Regions from separate parts of the Sus scrofa genome. Here region 1 is linked to region 2. Evidence: chromatin contacts called from public HiChIP or PLAC-seq data. All regions are on one chromosome and are shown on one strand. The core of a region is the stretch at or near the end of the contact, and the rest is flanking DNA. Distances in the headings are between cores, read along the strand shown. Region 1 holds the start of PRPS1 (ribose-phosphate pyrophosphokinase 1). Region 2 holds the start of MORC4 (MORC family CW-type zinc finger protein 4).

Region 1 (5,582 bases), core at 3,004-5,503, 650 kb before region 2:
GCTGTGGTGTAGGCCAGCGGCTATAGCGCCGATTAGACCCCTAGCCTGGGAACCTCTATATTCTGTGGGTATAGCCCTAAAAAGACAAAAAACAAAAACAAAAGATACACCAACTTCTACGTATGAAATAAATAAATGACACGGCTATATTATACAACACACAGGGAATACAGACAATATTTTATAATAACTACAAATGGAATATAATCTTTAAAAATTGTGAATCACTATATTGTATATCTGAAACGTATATATAATATTGTACATCAACCATACCTCAATTTAAAAATTTAGTACATTCAAAGGTTTCAAAGGCCAGAGTTTCTGCTGTGGCACAGCAGCTTAAGGATCTGGCTTGGGTCGCTGCTGAGGGACAGGTTCAATCCTCAGCCCAGCGCAGTGGGTAACGGATCCGGCATTGCCACAGTTGTGGCGTAGGTTGCAGCTCCTGCTCAGATTTGATTCCTGGCCTGGGGACTTCCATATGCCGTGCGTGTGGCCCAAAAAACCCCAAAAGTTTCAAAAGCCAGATGAAATACTCTATCAGCAAAAAAATTAAAGAACAATACCCAGAGCTGGGGAAGTTACTTAACCACTGAATCTTAGTTCCTTCGACCATAAAATAGGGATAGTGAAAGTAATCCCTCACAGTAGTACTGAGGGGATTAAATAAAAGATATGTATAAAGTGCTTAGCACAGGAATTAGCACATTTTAAGCATTTACCATATATTAATGAATATTAATATTACTGTTATTGCTGATATGGAGAGACTTGTTCAACTTTTTTGGAAAGGAATTGGGCAATGGGTATCAAAAAGCCTGAAAAGTGGTGCATACCTAGTAATTCCCCTTCTAAAGATTTACCCTAAGGAAATAATCAGAAATGGTCAAAAGATTGATATTCAAGCGTTTTATATAAAAGAATTAGAACAAAAATTGTAACTATCTGGAGTTTCTGCTATGGTGCAGTGTGTGAAGAATCCGACTGCATTGGCTCGGGTCGCTGAGGAGGTGCAGGTTCCACCCCCAGCCCAGTGCAGTGGGTTAAAGGATCCGGTATTGCACAGCTGCTGCATAGGCTGCAGCTGCAGCTCAGATTCATTTCGTGGCCTGAGGACTTCTATATGCCAGAGGTGTGGCCATAAACAGGGACTTGATTATCTAAAATTATAGCAAAACCATGACAAGACTATAGAACCATTTAAAACAAGGTAGACTAAAAATTAAGGGGAGAAACTATTCAAAATATATATTGCTAAGTGAAGAAAGCTACAGCCTGTTTTACATTGTTTAACAAAGCACATAAACACACAACCATCTAGAAGGTCATAAATCAAAATATGAACAACTTATCTTGGGTGGTGGAATTGCTTGGGCTGTCTTTCTTCCCCCTTGTCCTGTCTACATTTTCCACATTTTCTGCAATACCACCACCACCCCTTACCAACAGTGTGCATTTACTGTGTTGGACAATATTATAAGAACGTTACTTCTACTTCATCTAATCCTCACACTAACTCTGGGTAGGTACTACTTTACAGATGAGATTACTGAGACAAAGAAAGACTAGGGATTCAAATCCACCTTCTCCAATTCCAGAGCCTGAGCTTTTAACCTCTATCTGTTGTGTGTCATACATCCACATCCACACACACACACATACACGTGTGTTTCCTCCAACGCTGGACAGCAAAAGAGTGAGCCTGACTTCAGAAGAGAAGCCACTCTACTCAAGAGAGCATCAACCCCTGAGCTTCTGCCAAATTGTAGCAAAAGAGCAAAACAGTCTCATCTGAGGATGGGCTCTGCAGTTCCGCATCTGGTGACCCACAGCACCCACTGAGCTGCCCTGTCCATGACCTTTAGAGCCCAAAGAGTCAGACAGGGCAGCAGTTACCACTTCTACAGTGCAGAAAAGCCAAAGGTTGGGGGGTGGGGGGAGCTCCATAGGCAACATATTCGATTATGTTCAATGAAGATTTCAGAACATCTATGGAACTAAAAAGCTAATCATTAAGCCAGAAACAAGGCAACCTAACCAGTCAGCAATTTTCCACACTGGGCTGTTTCTAAGCATGTCTGGTTGTTTAAAAATGAAATCAGCCCTTTATCTCAGAGAAGTAGATTGGGACTGCTGCTAATTTCAATAAATCAATCAGTAGAACACTAAATTGTTCTCCCCCTCTGCTCTCCCAATACCGCCTCGGGTTCTGATGTGTTGCACCAGGCAAAGGGTGCACAAGGAAAAATAAAGTCTTTGTAGTTTTCTTAGAAACCCAGGAAAAGGACTTAATCACCACAGTTCTCTAAGGGGACCAAAAAACACCTCTGAGTGAAAATCATTTTTGTCCCCTAGCTATACGGCCACTTGCAAAGGCTGGTCCTGTTTTGTCTTTATTACAGCCCATGAGTCATAATGGTGTGGTTAAAGTTAAAGGCGGCAGTTTGGCTAGTTTCTTTCGACTAAGGTATTGCCTGGTTACAGATGGCATCAGTGTTTGCACTATCATTTGCATCACAACCAATGGCACGGATGATCAAGCATCCAGCAGGAAGCTGTCCACTACAGATGAATGCTTTTATCTGCAGGGTCTAAAAAGGATGGGGGGAGCTACAATTTGGTAATGAGTTTAAAGAAAGAAAAAAGGAAACAAAAGCATAGAGGGAAAAATGTTCAAAGCAATCTTCACTAATTTAACTGATCATTGGGTCTGGGGTGAACTTCCCCCTTAACAGATGACTGGCTGAATCTATAAGACAGTGGGCACTGCTCTGATTCGATCAATGGGGTAACAACAAAACACAAAACACCTATCAGAACCAGAAGATGCTCTGGTTAGAGGGAAAGAGTATAAAGGATCAGGTGACCAAGTTATCTTATAAGAGGGCCCCAAGATGGGGGAGCAGGGTGGAACTCGGAGGGAGCAAATTTAATTAGCAATGAAAAAAATTCATTGCAATGCACTATGCCTTCCTGGCCTTCCTCTCCATCTTTCCTTGATTATCTTAATAACATTCAGGGATAAAACTGTTTCCTAAATTCCCCACACAGCGTCAAAAGAAGTGGGCAAGTTCAGGATAGCCTCTGGTACTGAAAATAGGCTTCTGCATTGTCTGTATCAATAGCTACACTTGGAAAAGTCGAGGATTTCAGAATTAAGGTTCCCTAAGATTTTCTGGATCGCTCCAACTGAGATGCTGGCAATCAGGATGCAGTTAATGCATCATTTTATCCGTTCGACTAGATTTGAGTTAAGTATGGCTCCGATTCTAAAGATGTGAAGAGCCAACGCCTGCCAATCTGAGGGAAGTCCTTGGTAGTAATTTTGGCGCCCTCAGTACACAATATCAATCTCCCTCAACACAAAATCCGACCGACACCGTTTCGAATTGAAAAGCTGCTTCTTAGACTCTAGGAGAAAGCCTAGGAGGACTCAGTACGCAGTAGGATCTCCCATGCAAGCCGGCCTAAGCTCTGAAGAGAACCCAGTCCGGTCTGGATGGCTCAACAGCGAAGCGACAAAGCCACGTGTCCCCACTGCCGAGCCTAGACGTGTTTCCCCTCTCGTCGCTCTAGGGCAGCCTCCATCCCCGCGTTGGGTCCTCCAGCCCCTGCCGTCTAAACCCAGCAGCTTCGCCTCCTGCTCCATCTTGACTCCACCCCACCGCACGGTGAGAACTAGCGTGACCCTCCCGCGAGAGGTAAAATAACGGAAACAGCCCGTGGGGCACGCTCGCTACCGATCTGCCCCTTCCCCCCCACCACCTCGGCCCTGCGGAACTCACGCGGTGGCCCCATCCCCCTACCCTCTGCTGCCCAAGTGTGACCCTGTCCGCCCCGGCAGGTGAGGCCGGTCGGGTCCCAACTTCATCCTCACCAAGTCTCCTGGTTGCTGAATTTCTTAGTCACCACCTTGCCCAGTTCCAGGCCGAGGCGGTCGGCAATTTTCTGGGATAGGTCCTGGTGGGAGCTGCCGCTGAAGATTTTGATATTCGGCATCTTGGCCAACTACCCTAGGCTCTCTTTGTTGAGCGATCCCTGCTGCTGCCGCCTAGATCCGAATTGAGTCGGCCCGGAGACTCAGTACTAAGCACTTCGCGTCGCTACTCCGCCATCTTACATTCCCGCCCGGCGCGCGACTCTAAATTGCCCGGAGCCGGGGAGGCGGGGTCAGCAGGGAAGTTTACACCCCGCCCACCCCGATTAGCTGAGCGCGAGCGAGGGGGCGGATCCTTGCCGTAGTTCCGCCTGCCTCCGGCTGTCTCAGGTACTGACTGGAAGCCAATGAAGGGGGCGAGGCTAAGGAATAGCCCCGCCCCCTGTAGCAATTCTGTCAATTCCGAAGAGAGCCGAGACACCCGCGCTTGGCTGGGGGTGGAGGGATGCTGGTGACGCATAAGGCCAGACTTCTCCCGCAAGCGGGAAATCAGCCACGCTTTTTTTTTTTTTTTTTTTAATTTTTCTTTCAGCACATGAAAGTAAGTTTGGCTTTGGTTTACAGTTTCTCTTAAGAATATCTATTTATTAGGAGGGCAGCCCCGGTTCGTTAGAATGAAGGAAAGATTTCTGAACATGAGTTTGCATGTTTCTGAACGTGATTTTTATCTTTTTGTGAGGAAGAGGCTGAATTAAAGCACGTTTGCATCACTGACAGACGCCCATAGCACAGGCTCATCCAAAGGGCAAACAAGCAATTTCAGTGTCGCCTTTGCCTGGAAGACAAATACCAAGGGGAAAGTGACTGTGAATCATCCAGAGGCACTGCAAGAGATGGATGCATTTTGTTTTTAGCATTGGGACCAAGCATGTTCAGACAAGCAGAGGAGTAGAAAATTATGAATTTTTCGAAACGTCTGAACAATAAAGGTCTGACTTACCTGACCCAGGGAAAGGAGAGAAAATATGCTTACAGGACTTCAGATAAAGAGCCTCGAAGGAATCAGAAAACCTGTTTTTTGGTCCTGCCCCATTATCCTCGGCATCATATTCTATGTGTTGCTAATGTGTCCTTTTACACCACTGTTTTATTATTTTTACTTATTTTTTTAGAGCTGCACTGTGGCACATGGAGGTTCCCAGGCTAGGGGTCGAATCGGGGCTGTAGCTGCTAACCTACACCACAGCCACAGCAAATCTGATCCCATTCGCGTCTGCCACCTACACCAGAGCTAGGAGCAACGTTCCATCCTTAACCCACTGAGTGAGGCCAGGGACTGAACCCACATCCTCATGGATACTAGTCTGGTTTGTTACTGCTGAGTCACGACGGGAACTCCTGTTTTATTATTTTTATAATGGTATCTGCTCATTAGACCAAAGAGGGCCTTTATTCTCCCACCACATTTTCATTAAACATACCAAATCATGGGTTAGAAGAGAAAAATCATACAATTTTAGAATCATACAATTTTAGTTATGAGTGCCATAATGCTCCTAACTACAAGCTGTAAAAATAGAAGGGACTTCAGAAAGCATCTAGTCTACTAGCTTTATTTTACATACGGTGAAACTGAGACCAGAGATGGGAAGGAATTTGTCCAAGTGGCAAAGGCAGAAAAAACATGTAAAACATCATCCCA
Region 2 (5,423 bases), core at 102-2,601:
AAGAAGAAAAGTCCTGATAATTTTTGAATCCGAGTAATAAGTACCTGGGGATTCATGAAATCATAATCTGTATTTTGTGTATTGAAAAAAATTTATGATGCTAAAAAAAGACAAATGCAAAGGACCCAATGGGAGTAAATAATGCGCAAAGGATTTAAATATACAATAGATATTTGAGACGATATTGAGCTACACTGAAAAGGCAATGCAAATTAAAACAATAAGGAGATAGTAGACAGATTGGCAAAAAGTTAAAAGATCAAAACCATCTAGTGCTATGAATGTGGGTGGCAAAATAGCCAGGTGTTTCTCGCAGGGCAAATTTCTAGGAGGACAAATGCCTCTGTCTTACAGTATTTATTAAGAGTAAACTGCACACACACTAATAGACACAACAATATTCTGTAGAAACAACTGTACCAGAAATTCATGATCTGTACATGAGGATGTCTGAGGCAGCACTATTTTTATTGGCAAGAAAAACAATACCACCATGAAATATCACAGAGGAATAGTCAAATAAATAAAGGTTCATCTCTACCAGGTAACTTTTTAAAAAAAAAATTAAAAATCTTTTTTTCTGTAATCTGTATGTGGTTAATAGTACAAGGACTAGAAAATACAAATAAGAAAAAAAAATGAAAAGAAAAAGATTAATAATTCCAGACCTGGAGGTATCATCTTAGAATACATCATTTCAGGTGTTTCTCACTGTAGAGGGTGTGTGAGAAAGAGAGGAGAGAATACATACATATGTATGTATGTATATATGTACTCGTTTTTTCAACATAAAAGATATCGCATTACACAGTATGTGCTAACCTCCTTTCCTTTATTCCCTCATGAAAATTTTCCACACGAATAAATTTTCATCCACAAAAATGGTCTTTAAGAACTACACAGTATTCCATTTTATGGATACTGCATAACCTAACCCATCCCCTCTTTTGGGGCATTTAAGTGCATTCCAATTTCTCCTTTTATAAACAACCTCCCTGCACGCTTGCAAAGCTTTGAAGATGATTTGCCAATTGCCTTCTGGAAAGTTCTGGCTGCTTCTGGAGGCATTTGAAGCAAAATAGTCCGAATGCTTTCCCATCACGCGAGCCTGCTATCGCCCCAGATAGCAAAACTGTGGTCTTTAGAACTTGTAAGACTTGTCTTATCCTGCCCGTTAGTCACGCCGCCTTACTGGGACTCTGTTCCAGAAATCCCGACACCCTCCCGCCCCTCCCCACGCGACCGCCCCTCCCCACGCGCCCGCCCCTCCCCCGCGCTTTCCCGCTCGGCGGCCTGGCCTATGGCAAACGCCAAGAATTAATTAGGGGCGGGGATCAAGGAGCGGCTGTCAGGAGGTCGCCATATTTCTGTACGGCCCCGCGGCCCGCCCGGCAGTCGGCGGGTCGGGAGAGGTGCTGACAGGGCGGGGCCACCGCGCGGCTCTGCCGGCCTCACCCCTCCCGCCCCGGACAGGTGGCTGGAGCGCGCCCCGCCCCCGCCAGCTGCGGGTGGGAGCGAGGGAGGGCCAGTCCCGGACGGCCGCCGCCAGCTGCGAGCGGGAGCGAGCGAGGGCCAGTCCGGGACGGCCGGGCGAGGAGTCCGGCGGCAGCAAGCGAGTATCGTGGCGGCCAAAAAAATGCTCCTGTACCGAGGGGCCCCCGCGGGCCCTGGCGCGCCGGGTAGCGCGCTGGCAAGGCCGGGCGGCGGCCCGCAGGCCTTCGGGATCCGCCTGAGCACGGTAGGTCGGGGGCCCGAGGGGGCGGACGCGCGCGCGGGCCCCGGGGCTGCGGGGGGCGCGCGGGAGGGCCCGGCGGGCCGAGGCCTCACGCGGGACGGGACCTTCTCTCGCCCCCAGATGAGCCCCCGCTACCTCCAGAGCAACTCCAGCAGCCACACGCGACCCTTCAGTGCCATCGCGGAGCTGCTAGGTGAGTGGTGAGGGCGGGCCTGGCAGCGATCGCCCGAGGCAGCGGTGCCAACGTGGTGCCGCGGACGCGAGAGGAATGTGCGGAGCCGCGCGGGGCGGGCCGGGGCTGGGGTGGGGGCGTCGGGACCGGCCCCGGTTCCGCAAGCGGAGGAGGGGGTTGGCTCTGTTGCCACGGACGAGGTTCCGCGGAGAAAGCTGAGGAAACAAGGTGTGTCTCAAGAGTTAGGAATCCCGTGTAGTCTTTCAGGCTCGTGATGTTCGGGGCACTCTAGGATAGGTTAGTTAATAATCAAAAGGAGATGCATAAAAATGTCGAGCCCCGAGGCAGCTGGGCTCCACGGGGACCGGCGACAGCCGGAGGGCGCCGAGATTGCAAAGGGGCATGAAGAAAGGTCTGGAAAACTGGAGTTCTTTAACTTTGGGGACTTGAGCGTCTGGGAATGATGGGACATCTCTTAAGAGATGACACGAGTGCATTTGGCTCCCTGCGTCTGCCGAGGGCTGGGTCCGTGGTCCACGAGCGCCCTCACACCGCTGGAATGAATACTGAGCACTTAACCTCTCGCTCCACCAATGTTTGCTTTTAAAGCGTTTTCAGTTGATCCCTGGAAGCCAAGTACACCAGCTTTTGCAGTAGTGTGCTAAATACTGTGTGGAGAGCAAAGAAGAAAAACATTCCTGGACAAAATGCAGCAGCAGAGCGAGCACGTTGCAAATGTTCCAGAAATTGAAATTAGGGAGATGTGTTTAATGGGGCAAGGTGGCACGGAACAAAATCTTGAAAATGGTTTTAAAGCTCCCCAGATGAGCCCCAGTCTCAACTTAAGCAATCGCTGTGGCCATGCAGAGTGAACTGTCTTGGTGCAGGAAGTCAGTGGGCAGCAGGAGGAGATTGTCAGGAGAGTGATTTGGAAGGGTGGCAGGGAACTTTGATGAGTCCTTTGACGGTAACACAGAATGCTTACAATATGTACGACTGCTCCTTAGAAGGGGAAGGGGAAAAAGGGACTTTGGCCCATTTGGGATCGTAGAGAACGGGGACTGTATTTTTAAAGTTTTGCACCAGGCCTTGAGGGAAACTTCACAGTGGAATGAGATGTGCATGCATGTAACTTACAAAGAAGAAAAGAAGAGGTGGAAAGTAACAATGTACTTAATGGGAAACGGGAGGCAGAAGTGTGTTGCACTGTGCAGAACTGTCCGTACCTGTGCTGTCCCTTGTACTGCACTTTATGGGTGATTTAAACAGTGTTCCATTTTTTAATTTTGAATACATATGATTTTTGTCTTAAGCATTAACTGCACCTAATTCTGGCCTAAGGCGACCCATATGAGTGCAAGTATGCATGTGTATTATGTTCATACACATACATGCCTGCATACATACAAACACAGATTTTTAAAACCAAGTCATAGCTGGTTGTGATCTATTAATAGGGAAAAGGGGAGCAAGTGTTAATTGGTAATCCGAAGCTTTCAATTTAGGTTTTCCTTCCTTAGTTTTCTCCTCTACTTACGCATTCATTTTCTGGTCAATCATTCATTCCATAAATATTTATTGAGCATTCGCTGTGGGCAAGGCCGCTGTGGTAGGTACAAAAATGAACACAACACAGATTCACCCTCTAGGAGGGGGGACAGAACATGCACAGAAGGTTTATTCTTTGTATGATGGCAGAATAGGAAGTGATATGTCGGCAAAGATAGACACTTTGGCTGCTGTGGGAACTCAGAGGAAGGAGGGGTGACTTCCAGCTTACCAGGAAGAGGAGGGTTAGGAAAGGCTTTTGAGAGGAGGTGACATTTGAGCTGAGATTTGAAGGATTGGGACATGTGGGTATGGGTGTGGGGAGGGGAGGGCATTCCAGGCAAAAGGAACAACTGCTTGAACAAAGGCATGAAGAATACTGAGTAGTTGAGTTGAAGTGGAGCATCGGGTTCACGAATAGTCCTGCTCTTACAGAGTTTACATAGAGCTTTCACTAATACATTTTTAACCTTATCTTGGAGGTAAACGTCATCATCATTATTATTCTCATCCTGTACCTAAGGATACAGAGGCTTGGAGAATTTAATTGACTTTTCAGAGGTTATGTGTTTTAGTAAGTGGCAGATCCAGGACTCCAAACACTGGTCTTTCGACCCCAAGTACCAAGCAGGGAATGAGGTTAGAAAGGCAAACCGGGACCAACATATGACTGGGAGGCTCGGGTATTTGGGCTCTTAGTCTGTGAAGTTTTCTGAGCAGGGGCATGCCATGATCAGAGCTGTGCTTCAGAAAAGTTCATCTTGCAGCATTGTGTAAGATGAATTGGAAAAGGGAGAGGCATGGCTTTGAAAGACTAGTCAGGAGGTTATCACATAATGTATAGGGTAAGAGAGAGGGAGAGAGAAAAAATGACTTTCAGATTTCAAGCTTATGGTCACTCGAATGCTGACACTGTGTGTGTGTGCGTGTGAAGAGAGACAGAACAGAGGAAGAAGAATAAGCTTGTGTCAGAAGATGAGGACTTTAATTTTATTGGAGAAGAGTCTTAGATACTTGGAGGATGTCTTTAGGGCCGCAGCTTGGCCCCGGCAACCTTGCAGCCATCCTCATAGGCCTTTCCCCTGGAACAGGAGGCGATGGGAGGAAGCACTCCATCAAAGCCACCTCCCACTCGCTGTCCTGTCTCTTCAGCGATGCTGTCTCAGGACAGTTTCTCATTGCCTCCCGGGTTATGATGAGCTCTGAAGCTTCGGTTACAATGCTTTTTTAGAAGAACGGGTCAGATGGTTAGGGGATAAGCTAGAGTCCTTGGGATCTGGTTTCTCATGCTCTTGCCTAAGTGGTGGGTGAGGGGAGTTAGAGTCCTCTGACTAAGGCTAGCACTAAGGGCCAGGTTAGGAGAGATAAGACTCCGTGGGATCTGAGAGTTACGGTCGTGGCTCAGTGGTTAATGAACCTGACTAGGAGCCATGAGGACCCGGGTTCGATCCCTAACCTTGCTTCAGAATTGCCTGTGAGCTGTGGTGTAGGTCGCAGACGTGGCTTGAATCTGGCGTTGCTGTGGCTCTGGCGTAGGCTGGCGGCTACAGCTCGGATTTGACCCCCAGCCTGGGAACCTCCATATGCCATGGGTGTGGCCCCTAAAAAGACAAAAAAAAAAAAAAAAAAAAAAAAGACTTGGTGGGATCTGGTAGCACAGGAGATTGTGTGGGCCAGCTGAGAGGATAGAGACCTCTCAGGATCTGGTAGTGCAGCTCTCAGCTAAGTGGTGGATGAAGGCTGAGGAAGAGAGGTTCTTTCTCTGCTCTCCTTGTTCATAAGCTAGGGAGGCTGGGCTGGGGGAGAGGATGGATTCCTAGGGTTTGAAAGCATACGCTATGCTTTGATAAATTTTTGGAAAGTTAAGCAGCAAGAGGCGGGGTTGAAACCAGCCACCAGATCGGTGCCTTATTATTATTATTATAAGTTCATTTATTGAGCTGTTATGTTACAATTTCACTTGTTGAA

Evidence for each region. HiChIP or PLAC-seq counts read pairs in DNA pulled down with a chosen protein or histone mark.
Region 1: an H3K27ac HiChIP or PLAC-seq map of skeletal muscle shows a contact between it and region 2, with 9 times the contacts expected there. The contact joins the promoter of PRPS1 here to the promoter of MORC4 in region 2. A contact is called at or near these places in 1 of 5 promoter capture datasets (liver), 3 of 47 Hi-C or Micro-C datasets (embryonic fibroblasts, heart right ventricle and retroperitoneal adipose tissue) and 1 of 2 datasets of contacts at active chromatin or transcription factors (skeletal muscle).

The regions. Positions count from the first base shown.
Region 1 is chrX:88,073,532-88,079,113 of Sscrofa11.1, reverse strand. It overlaps PRPS1 (ribose-phosphate pyrophosphokinase 1), which reads right to left and starts at 4,253. Exons shown (of 7, transcript XM_003135301.4): 1 at 3,881-4,253. The coding sequence starts at 4,002.
Region 2 is chrX:87,423,224-87,428,646 of Sscrofa11.1, reverse strand. MORC4 (MORC family CW-type zinc finger protein 4) reads left to right here and starts at 1,351. Exons shown (of 15, transcript XM_021079789.1): 1 at 1,351-1,738; 2 at 1,856-1,928. The coding sequence starts at 1,637.